Linked DNA regions of Mus musculus: all the other regions are linked to region 1. The links are chromatin contacts, called in public promoter capture Hi-C maps. All regions are on one chromosome and are shown on one strand. The core of a region is the stretch at or near the end of the contact, and the rest is flanking DNA. Distances in the headings are between cores, read along the strand shown.

Region 1 (3,393 bases), core at 550-3,049:
TCACTAGATTGGAATTCAGTTCCTCCCACCCGCCCCAGTGCTGGGTGAACACACCTATCTCATCCACTTGTAACAGCTGAGATCTTTTTGTTTGTTTAGGCTTTTTGAGATTGGGTGGTGAGTGGGGAGGGTCATGAGAGGTATAGAGGAGGAGGTCTTGGGACTTAGTTTGTGCGCTGTGAGGGGTGGGGAGCATTTTGGTATCTAACCACTGCAGATCTTTCGAACCTCCATTTTGACATTATAGGTGAATACCGACACTCTTGCCTCCTCTTTTTCCTCCTCTTCTTCCTCCTCTTCCTCCTCCTCTTTTTTTTGTTGTTTTGTTTTGTTTTTTGAGACAGGGTTTCTCTGTGACTGGAACTCACAGTTCCAGGCTGTCCTGGAACTCACTCTCTAGACCAGGCTGGCCTCGAACTCAGAAATTCACCTGCCTCTACCTCCCAAGTGCTGCCTCTTCCTCCCAAGTGCTTGGGATTAAAGGCATGCGCCACCACTGCCTGGTGGAAAGTAACATTTCTAAATTGTGATTCTATATTGAACTCAAAGTTTTTAAAACAAGGTACTGAAGGCATTTGCTACTTTTAAACAAATTTGTCTTTTGAGAATGAAGTACCCAGACTTGTTACCAAACACATCTGTGTGCCCTTATCTGGAGTCTTAAGCACACGTCTTTGCTATCCTGAGGCATGTGTTTTGTAACAAATACTGAGCTTTAGACTTTGATATTCATCTTCCTTATTAATTCTTGCATTATGGCTACAGATATAGGAAACAGTTGTTAGTAATGGCATGTCACTGGGGCATGGTGGAACATGTTGGTGATGCTTGGAATCCCAGCACTTGGGAGGTAGATCAGGAACTCAGTATCATCAGCAGTTACATATTCTAGTATAAGGCCTGTCTGGGTTACAACACATACAACATACAACCCCATTCCCTAAACAGGTGTCTCACTTCCAAATTCTCTCTCTCTCTCTCTCTCTCTCTGTGTGTGTGTGTTTGTGTGTATATGTGTGTAGAAGCTGAGGCTGATGTGATGTGCAGTATATTCCTTAGTCATTGCCCACCTTACTTTGTTTGTTTTATTTCTGCACATGTGAGTGGATACGTGTGAGCTGTGGTGCACAGGTAGAGTCAGAAGGCGGCATGCAGGGCTTGGTGTGCTCCTTGGGTTCCAGGGTGGAGCTTAGGTTGGTTTGGTGGCAAGCACCCTTATCTACTGAACCATCTCACCAGCCCCAGCTTATTCACTGAGGCAAGGTCTCCCAGTCAAACCCAGAGTTCCCAGTCTGATTAGGCTTGCTGGCTAGCTTGCTTTGGAGATCTGCTGACTCCACCTTAGAGCCTGGAATTAGAGCCAGAAGTACTTGGGCTCTGAGGACCCGAACTCAGGTCCTCAAGCTTATTTAGCCAGTGTTGAATCACAGCCATCCCCTAGACCCTTGTCTTGAGGTGTTAATACAGTGTTTTATCCAGAGTAATAGCTGCTGGTTGAGCTCTAGGTACCAGCTTGTCTCCCTACCCCGGTACTGGGGTTAGAGTGAGCTGAAGCACCCAGCTTTTACATTGACCTCAGAGACCTGAACTCAGTTCCACCTGCTTACATGGTAGGCATTCTGTAGACCAAGGCATCTCCCTGGTCCCAGTTTTGTATTTTACATTAAGAAATATTTATTTTTATTTTCTGAATGGGTGTTTTGTCTATATGCATGTCTGTGCAGCACATACATGCCTAGTTCCTGCAGAGGCCAGAAGAAGGCATTGGATTCCCTGGGACTAGAATTAGTCAGTTGTGAGCTACTGTGTGGGTGCTGGAAATTGAACCCCTGAACCTCTGGAAGAGTAAGCCAGTGCTCTTAAGGGCTGAGCCATCTCTCTAGCCTTTACTTTGTTTTTTAAAGAAAATATTTGCATTTTAGCATTGCCTGTATAAAAGCACGATATGAGTAAAACTTTTTGTTTTATATGTGTGCTTTGTCTGCATGTTGTATGTGCTCCACTTGTGTGCCTGGTGCTGTAGGGGCCAGAAGAGGACATAGCCTTTGAAACTGGAGTTACAGATGTTTGTGAGCCACTTGGTGGGTTCTGGGAACTAAACCTGAGTCCACACACTCTTAATCATGGAGCCATCTCCCTAGTCCTGCATTATGTGAGTTTTAAAATCAGTACAATACATTTAGTATTACTTACAGTATTGATCTTTAAAATACCAAATATCGGTCAAGAATGACGGTACATACTTGTAATCTTAGTTCTTAGGAGACCAAGGTGAGAGGACAGTGAATCTGAGGATAGCTTTGGCTATGTAAAGAGAACAACCTATCTTACAAAAACAAAACAAAACCCAGCCAAACAAAATCTAAGCATCATTTCTGAAAAGAAGATCTATGAGAATGTGGTAATAGCCAATGTCTTTGGCATATCAGCTTTTCTTCTGCTTACATACACAATTACATATAACTTCAAAGAGGAAAATATTCTGCTAGAAATTGTGTATGGAAGCCTAAGATTGATCCTTGATTGTTCTTCCATTGTAACTGATGGAGTGAGGTTTCTCTGGCAAGCCCATAGTTTCCCATGAGGCCAGCCCTGCTAGCCAGCTTGATCTGGGGATCTCCAGGCTTCACCTCTGGAGGCTGGAATGACAGGTGAGCCACCCCACCCACCTGACAGCTCTGTGGGTTGTGAGGATCTGAACTCTGGTTCTCATGCTTACGTGGCAAGGGCGTAGCCGCTGCGTCATCTAAAACCCATGTCTGGAGGTTTTCACACACTATTTTTATCTAAATAATTGCACACCTACTTATGTTTCCTGTGGTTTATCTTTAGGTCTGGCTACTGGTCCGATTACTTGTTTTTCATTGTTATAGTGTGGACTATCTATGCATACTAGGCCAGTGTTCTACCTCTGAGGTGTGTCAGAAGCCCTGGCTGTTAGTCTTTACTAAAGATCTACTTTTGTCTTCTAAGTAAGAAGCCAGGGTACTAGCATAGGTTCATTTCTTCTCCGTAGTTTCAGATGTGTTTTGACTTTACCTGTTTCGAATGTGAACTAGCCGATATTTGAGTTTTAATGTTTTGTCTCTTAATCAGTTCCTAGTTAGACAAAAATACTATCTATCCTACTTTAACGCAAGCAAGCAAACAAACAAAACCGAAACCAAACTATGCAAAACCTCCAATCTGGAGTCCCTTCATTGTACCAACCCCAATAAGAACCCTGTAAAGTCCCATTTGCTGGTGCTGCTTTTTTCTATCACTGTCTCCAGCCTCCCTGGAGAAGAAAGGGAAGACCTGCCTGAGGAAGTCCTTGGAAAGATGAGGTGTCCAGACACGTCCTGTCCCAGCAGCGCTTTAACACATTACAAAAATCACTTGAGGCTTCCCGGC
Region 2 (3,393 bases), core at 330-2,829, 410 kb after region 1:
GAAGAGCAGTCGGGTGCTCTTACCCACTGAGCCATCTCACCAGCCCCGGCAATATACTCTTAAAGTAAAAAAAGACCACATACTATGGAGCTAAAAGTGAGATGAATATAAAATCCCAAAGCTTAAAAATAACTTTGCTTAAAATACAAGGTCACAGTCAGATACACAATAAACTCAAGATCCAAGAGACCCTGTTTTTAAAAAGGGAGTCTTCTAAGATGGCTCAGCAAATTAGAGACTTGCTGCTAAACCTAACCACCTGAGTTGAATCCTTCAATTCTTGAGACTTGCAAGGTGGGAGGAGATAGTAGACTCCTGAAACTTGTCTTCTGACTTCCTCACGTATACTGTAGCATTTGAGCACACACACCAAGTAAACAATAAACAAATGTAAAATTCTCTTTTTATTTTATAAATGTTATATATATATATATATAAACCTTGGGCTGGCGAGATGGCTCAGCGAGTAAGAACTCTCTTCTGATGGTTCTGAGTTCAAATCCCAGCAACCACATGGTGGCTCACAACCACCCATAATGAGACCTGATGCCCTCTTCTGGCACATCTGAAGACAGCTACAGTGTACTTATATATAATAATAAATAAACCTTAAAAAAAAAACAAAACAAAAAAAATTTGCAGGTGGGTGGCGGTGGTGGCGCTTGCTTTTAATCCCAGCACTCGGGAGGCAGAGGCAGGCGGATTTCTGAGTTCGAGGCCAGCCTGATCTACAAAGTGAGTTCCAGGACAGCCAGGGCTACACAAAGAAACCCTGTCTCGAAAAACCAAAAACAAACAAACAAACAACAGCAAAATTAACCCAACCCAAATTCTATCCTCCTACAGAGGCATACAAAGAACAGATTACTACTTAAACATTACACCACTTGAATTTGTATTACTTTTCTACCACAAAGCAAATCATTCCTTTTAGGACCTTTGAGTTCTGAAAAAATATTTAGAACTAATCTATCATATCCCAAATAGTTAAAAACCAAAATGTCCCTACTTGGATGTACTGATGAAAATACAGAACTGAGTGACATGATAAATAGAAAGACTGAAAATAGTGGGGCCTTTGAGATGACTCAGTAGGCAAAGGCACTTGTCACCCCACCGGGCCCTACAAACTGAGTTGGATCTCTGGGGTACACACACACAGAAGAAATACATGCAATGCAAAACGAAAAAAACCAAAACAAAACAAAAAAAAACCTGCAAATAGCATCTGGTTCTGAATATTATTGTTTCATTTCATCTTTCTTAACTATATATAGACCAGATAAATATGTACAAGTTTCAAAAGGAAAGAAAGTTTTGTTAACATTTGTCTTATTTTCAGCGGTGAGAGCAAAATACAGCATTTTATATTTCATGTCACATGGCTGCTTCTATCACTTCCGCGTGCTTCTGCACGCGGGTGTATCTTCTGTGTGTGTTAGCAGTGGCCGAAACCTACTGAGAGAAGTCTGGGAGGGGCATGAAGGGGGAGGCCCCTTCTGTCCCATTGATAACAGGTTCATTCACAGCCGTTTAAAACAGACTAATCCCTTATGCAGTCATTCGCTCTACTCCAATAGGGCCCTTCCACCTCTTCTAGAATTCGGTAAGCTAAAAGTACATGTATCCGATTAATCTGAAATAATTTTGTAGACAGTTTGGTGACGGGTGGAGGGTGTGTGGTTGCGTGATCATTAAACTTCATTTTTCTATTTTAGTGAATGTTAAAAAACGATTCCTTAAACATTAAGTTGTTCCCTTAGGACAGACAGCTCTTTAAAGGGGCTTCTCCCTGCTAACTGAGAACACTGGTTTCGGGAAAGTCCGGTCAGGAGAGTTGGCAGGTTCCTGTGTCCAGGGAGAGGGCTGAGCGGGACTCATCCGTAGCCTTCATTCGCAGATCCTAGGATGCTCCTTGCCTCCTGTTGCCTGCGCTGAGGTCCCAGGAATCCCAGAGTGGCATGGCCAACGCGGGCATGAGTCCTCCGAGGCCGCGGGCGTCGCTCTCCCCGCTGACGCTGCTGTTGCTGCTGGGAGGCTGCCTCCTCTCGGCTGCCGGGAGGGACAAGGGGGCAGCAGGCAGGGAAGTGACCCGGGCCTCCCGACCCACGGTCGGCTCCTCCGGTCGCTTCGTGAGTCCAGAGCAGCACGCGTGCAGCTGGCAGCTCTTGGTACCCGCCCCGGGGACGCCGACTGGCGGAGAGCTGGCCTTGCGCTGCCAGACCCCGGGCGGGGCGAGTCTGCATTGCGCCTACCGCGGGCATCCGGAGCGCTGCGCGGCCACCGGCGCCCGGCGCGCGCACTACTGGAGACGGCTGCTGGGCGCGCTGCGCAGGAGACCACGGCCCTGCCTGGACCCCGCGCCGCTGCCGCCACGCCTGTGCGCCCGCAAGACGGCTGGCTCAGACCTGCACTCGCCCGCTCACCCCAGCCTACCCGCGCGTCCCAGCGAGCCGCCCCGGTCCAGGGCGCGGAGCCCGGCTCGGTCGCGACAGTCGGTGCGGTCCCCAAGCTCCCAGCCGGAAAAGAAGCCCTTGCTAGTGAAGTCCAACTCGGGCGGGAGGAAAGCGGGCTCAGACCCAGTTCCGGAGCCTCCTGCGGCGGCCGGATTCCAACCCAATGGGCTGGACCAGAATGCCGAGCTCACTGAGACCTACTGCACCGAGAAGTGGCATTCCCTTTGCAACTTCTTTGTCAACTTCTGGAATGGCTGAGGCTGCGGGCTGGCAAGGGGCACTAGGGGTAGGTGCTGAGAAGCAGAGGGTAGCGCAGCCGAGGCGGGAGATGTCCTTGGACAGGGAACCGGGATGGAGAATAAGCTAGTCGGCTAGTCGGGATTCCAAAATGGGTCAGGGGTCAGGGTAAGAAGAATCTGAAGCAGCTGGAGAGGGCTTTTGTTTTTTATTTTATGTTTATTTTTATTTTTTAAAGCATCTCAGCTCTGATTTAAGAGCAGAAGAAAAAGTGGAAACAAATAGATTTATATCAAGTATGGGAAAATTGTAGACTAGGGAGAGAAGCTGAGACTAGCAAGAATGAAGTGACTAAAGAGGTGAGAATCTTTCCTAGGAAGTGGGATACAATGTATATCAACACATTTTCATTAAATGTAACTGTGAGTAAGAACCTGAACCATGTTGAATATTTCAAGATCTTCTTGGTTTTCAACTTGAGAAAATGAATACCCACCCACCCCCCTTTCTGGATTGTTATGAACTCTGGGTGTGACTGGCATCACACTTTCTATGTAGATTAAAACCTTATAGGTAAATAATAAATCTACGACTGGATTATCAGGACAATTGCTTTTCAGTCCCTTTGCTACTTTTTAACTGAATTTTGAGCCTACTGTCCAGAAAAGTTCATTAACTACCTAAAATCAGAAGTGAATTT
Region 3 (3,393 bases), core at 559-3,058, 390 kb after region 1:
CCTGTCTCGAAAAGAAAAACAACAGCAAAAAAAAAAAAAGCGGGGGGGGGGGGGGGTGAGGTGGGCTGAAGACACTGTTTAGTGGTTAAGAGCACATGCTGATCTGCAGCAGACCTCACTGTGGTTCCTATCACATCAGGTGGCCCACAATGCCTTAACTCCAGTTCCAAGGGATCCACAACCTAGGCTCCACAAGTAACTACACACACGAACATATATGCCAGCAAAACACCCATACACATAAAAACAAACTTAAAGAAAAGAAAGAATAGACCAAAAAATATATCTCCATACAATAAAAAAATGTACATAAATTTTTATGGCAGCATGTTTTTCACAACAGAAAAATCGGCTGATTAACATAGAAGAGGTATACACTGTGTAAATTCTGTCCATTCATATCCACAGAATTAAATATCATCTTGCAATATAGAGGAATAAAATACACTATAAAATGAACACAATATTTTACATGAAACATGTCATAAGAGATCCCACACTGCACAATTTGCTTTGCACAAATAGACATATCTACAAAGTTAGCTAAATGACTGCGAGAGCTGAAGATGTGATTAAATACGGACTATGTGCTAAAGCAACTGCTAAAAGAATATGGCATCTTTCTATTGTGATAAAAACATTTTAAAATTAAATTGCTGTACCTAATGATGGTGGTAAAGGCTTTAATCCCAGCACTTGGGAGGTAGAGGCTAAGTGTATCTCCGAGTTCTGAGTTTAAAGCCAGTCTGGCCTACAGAGTATGTTGCAGGACAGCCAGAGCTTCTCAGAGAAACAATATCTCAAAAAAAAACAAAATAAATAATAAAAAAAAAATTAGATTGCTGTGATGCCTGCTGTACATAAAATGATATACTAAATATGCAGAAACATATATCTAATGGTTGTAAATTGGATAGGAGTGTTTACTTACTTTTATTTTATACATTAAGTATTTTCTTGTATGTACACATGCATGCATGAATGCATGTATTCATGTATGGACACCTACATGTGCTTTTGGAGACCAGAGATAGAATAGGATCTCCTATAAGTGGAGTTACAGAGTTTACATGCTACCATGTGCATGTATGGAAACCAAAACCCAGTTCTGCAGCAGCAGCAAGAATTCACTCTAAGCCATCGATCTGTACAGCCACACCAAAGAGAGCAGGAAAATGTTAAGAGTAAGAGTTGAAAAGAGAGAAGGCAAGAAGGTGCCAAAGACAAACATTTTAGAACAATGTGACTGCAGTCAATGTGTTGAAGTCAGAATTAAGAACAGAACTCCTGGGCTGGAGAGATGAGATGGCTCAGTGGTTACACTGGCTGCTCTTCCAAAGATCCTGAGTTCAATTCCCAGCAACCACATGGTGGCTCACAACTGTCTATAATGGGATCTGATGCCCTCTTCTGGCATGCACATTTACATGCAAATAGAACACTTAACTACATAAAATAAAAAAATCTTAAATTAAAAAAGAAAAGAAAAGAAAAAGAAAACTCTTGAGCCAAGCAGTGATGACGCAAGCCTTAAACACAAGCCTTAATCCCAGCACTTAGAAGGCAGGGGTAGGCAGATCTCTGAGTTCAAGGCCAGCCTGATCTATAAAGTAAGCTCTAGGACAGCCAAAGCTACACAGAGAAGAGGGAAAAAAAAATCCTGTCTTGAAAAACTCAAAAGGAGGGAGGGGGTGAGAATACTCCTCCCTTGGAAGGCAAGAAACATTCTTTCAGTTCTCAGTTCTCCACTCCACTCCACTCACCTTACAGGTGAGTAAATAATACCTAATATGCATTCTTTTCCATTCTGAGAATGAGGGGACTACAGGTACCAAGTCAGTCTCTTCCTCTCCATCTTGGTTAGAAAGTCTAAATAATGTGTAACACTGTAGCAGTCACAAGTATACATTTGTATGTACTGAAGGGGATTTATAACTTTGACTCCTATGCCTGATGGAGAGACAAGTGAGAATGAAAGGAGAGGGTTGGTTAGACTAGACTCCCTTAGGGCTTCTACTGCCTGGGCAGCCATATGCTCCCACCATCCCAAAGTTATCACTGCTTTATTCTGCATGCCAAGGAATTTAACATTTGCCAAATATCAATGTATAGGTACACTTTAACATACCCACAGAATTAAGCAAAAATTCGGCCTTTGCATAGGCAAAAACATATACTAAGATTACAGAAACAGTGACCTACCAAAGCAGAAAATCTCCCATTCCTAACAGCTCAGTTAGTATCTTATATATTCAAGTATTACCCATGAGCACTCACCCATTTGAAAACTACCAACTGTCATATAATTACTAGCCATTAAGAACAAGTTAGACCACTAACAAACCGGATTAACAACTTAGTTCATTAACAATTTGGGTCAGACTCAAATTTGTCACACAAGCAAAAGTTTCAATATCTGACACATCCCTTAAACAACTAAAACTGATTTATCTTTTAAACAAATAGCAATTTTGAAAAATATTTTGAGAACTAAAGATATTTAATGGAATTTAGAGACCCCAAGGTCACTTAGGACGATTTTTACCTTTCCTATTGTTAATCTGCCCACAGACAAGTTTTTATACTTGTATTACATTAAGAAAACTCTGAGTTCTTACCTTAGATAACAAATTATTTAATTCATGAGGATGAAGCTTCACCACTTCTCCAAGTTGCTGTGCAGCAGCCTTTCTTGTAACTGGAGTAGTACCAGTATCCAGTAAGATAAAAAGACGATCAAGCCTATAACAGCAGAAATACAACAGTTAATCTGAATGTGTTTCCTCATAAGCTTGAGCCAGAAAATGTATTCAACCTGTAAGCAAAGCCCTACACTGGGAGCCAGGTGTGGCAGCATGTGTCCGTTATCCCACACCCGAGAAGCCCAAGATCAAGAGTTAAAGGTCAACCAAATCTACAGAGAAAATTCAAGGCCAACCTGGGCTATACAAAACCTTGCCTCAAAAAGATTAAAAACGGCTGGGCGGTGGTGGCGCAGGCCTTTAGTCCCAGCACTTGGGAAGCAGAGGCAGGCGGATTTCTGAATTCTGACAGTCAGGGCTACACAGAGAAACAAAAACAAACAAAAGATTAAAAACAAAAACCAGAAAAACCTTAAAAGCTGTGGGTATAAGAGATGCCTATCTTTCCTCTCAAGGAAGAAGAAGGAACGGGAACCCACAATGAACTCGGGGTGGTGGCTCATGCCTATAATCCCAGTAGCGGGGAGGGAGTCAACACTGTCTGACCCAAGGCTGCTAAAGCTATGTAGTGAGTGAGTTCTAGTCCAGCGAGCTCAATTTTAGTTTTGAGAGCTTCTCTCAAAAAATAAAAAATAAATAAATGAAATTTTAAAAGAGCTAGCAGTAATGAAAGATTATAACTTGCAAAATG

What was found. Promoter capture Hi-C pulls out the DNA fragments that hold promoters and counts their contacts. Capture Hi-C pulls out chosen DNA fragments and counts their contacts.
Region 2: a promoter capture Hi-C map of pancreatic islet shows a contact between it and region 1. A contact is called at or near these places in 5 of 39 promoter capture datasets (cranial neural crest, hematopoietic stem and progenitor cells, liver and 2 more), 2 of 484 Hi-C or Micro-C datasets (B cells and CD8 T cells), 4 of 130 datasets of targeted methods (bone marrow-derived macrophages, extraembryonic endoderm stem cells and intestinal villus epithelium) and 3 of 9 other capture datasets (adipose tissue, liver and pancreatic islet).
Region 3: a promoter capture Hi-C map of hematopoietic stem and progenitor cells shows a contact between it and region 1. A contact is called at or near these places in 9 of 39 promoter capture datasets (the 3T3-L1 cell line, the C10 cell line, cranial neural crest and 4 more), 1 of 484 Hi-C or Micro-C datasets (bone marrow-derived macrophages), 5 of 130 datasets of targeted methods (embryonic stem cells, extraembryonic endoderm stem cells, intestinal villus epithelium and 1 more) and 2 of 9 other capture datasets (adipose tissue and embryonic stem cells).

The regions. Positions count from the first base shown.
Region 1 is chr19:37,332,950-37,336,342 of GRCm38.p6, reverse strand. Ide (insulin degrading enzyme) reads left to right here and starts at 1,799. Exons shown (of 25, transcript NM_031156.4): 1 at 1,799-1,811. The coding sequence starts at 1,799.
Region 2 is chr19:36,917,785-36,921,177 of GRCm38.p6, reverse strand. It overlaps Fgfbp3 (fibroblast growth factor binding protein 3), which reads left to right and starts at 1,579. Exons shown (of 2, transcript NM_028263.1): 1 at 1,579-1,606; 2 at 1,901-3,393. The coding sequence starts at 1,962. The coding sequence ends at 2,714.
Region 3 is chr19:36,944,561-36,947,953 of GRCm38.p6, reverse strand. Btaf1 (B-TFIID TATA-box binding protein associated factor 1) reads right to left here. Exons shown (of 38, transcript NM_001080706.1): 2 at 2,619-2,742. Among named protein-coding and RNA genes, the nearest start is that of Btaf1, 20 kb to the right of the region's middle.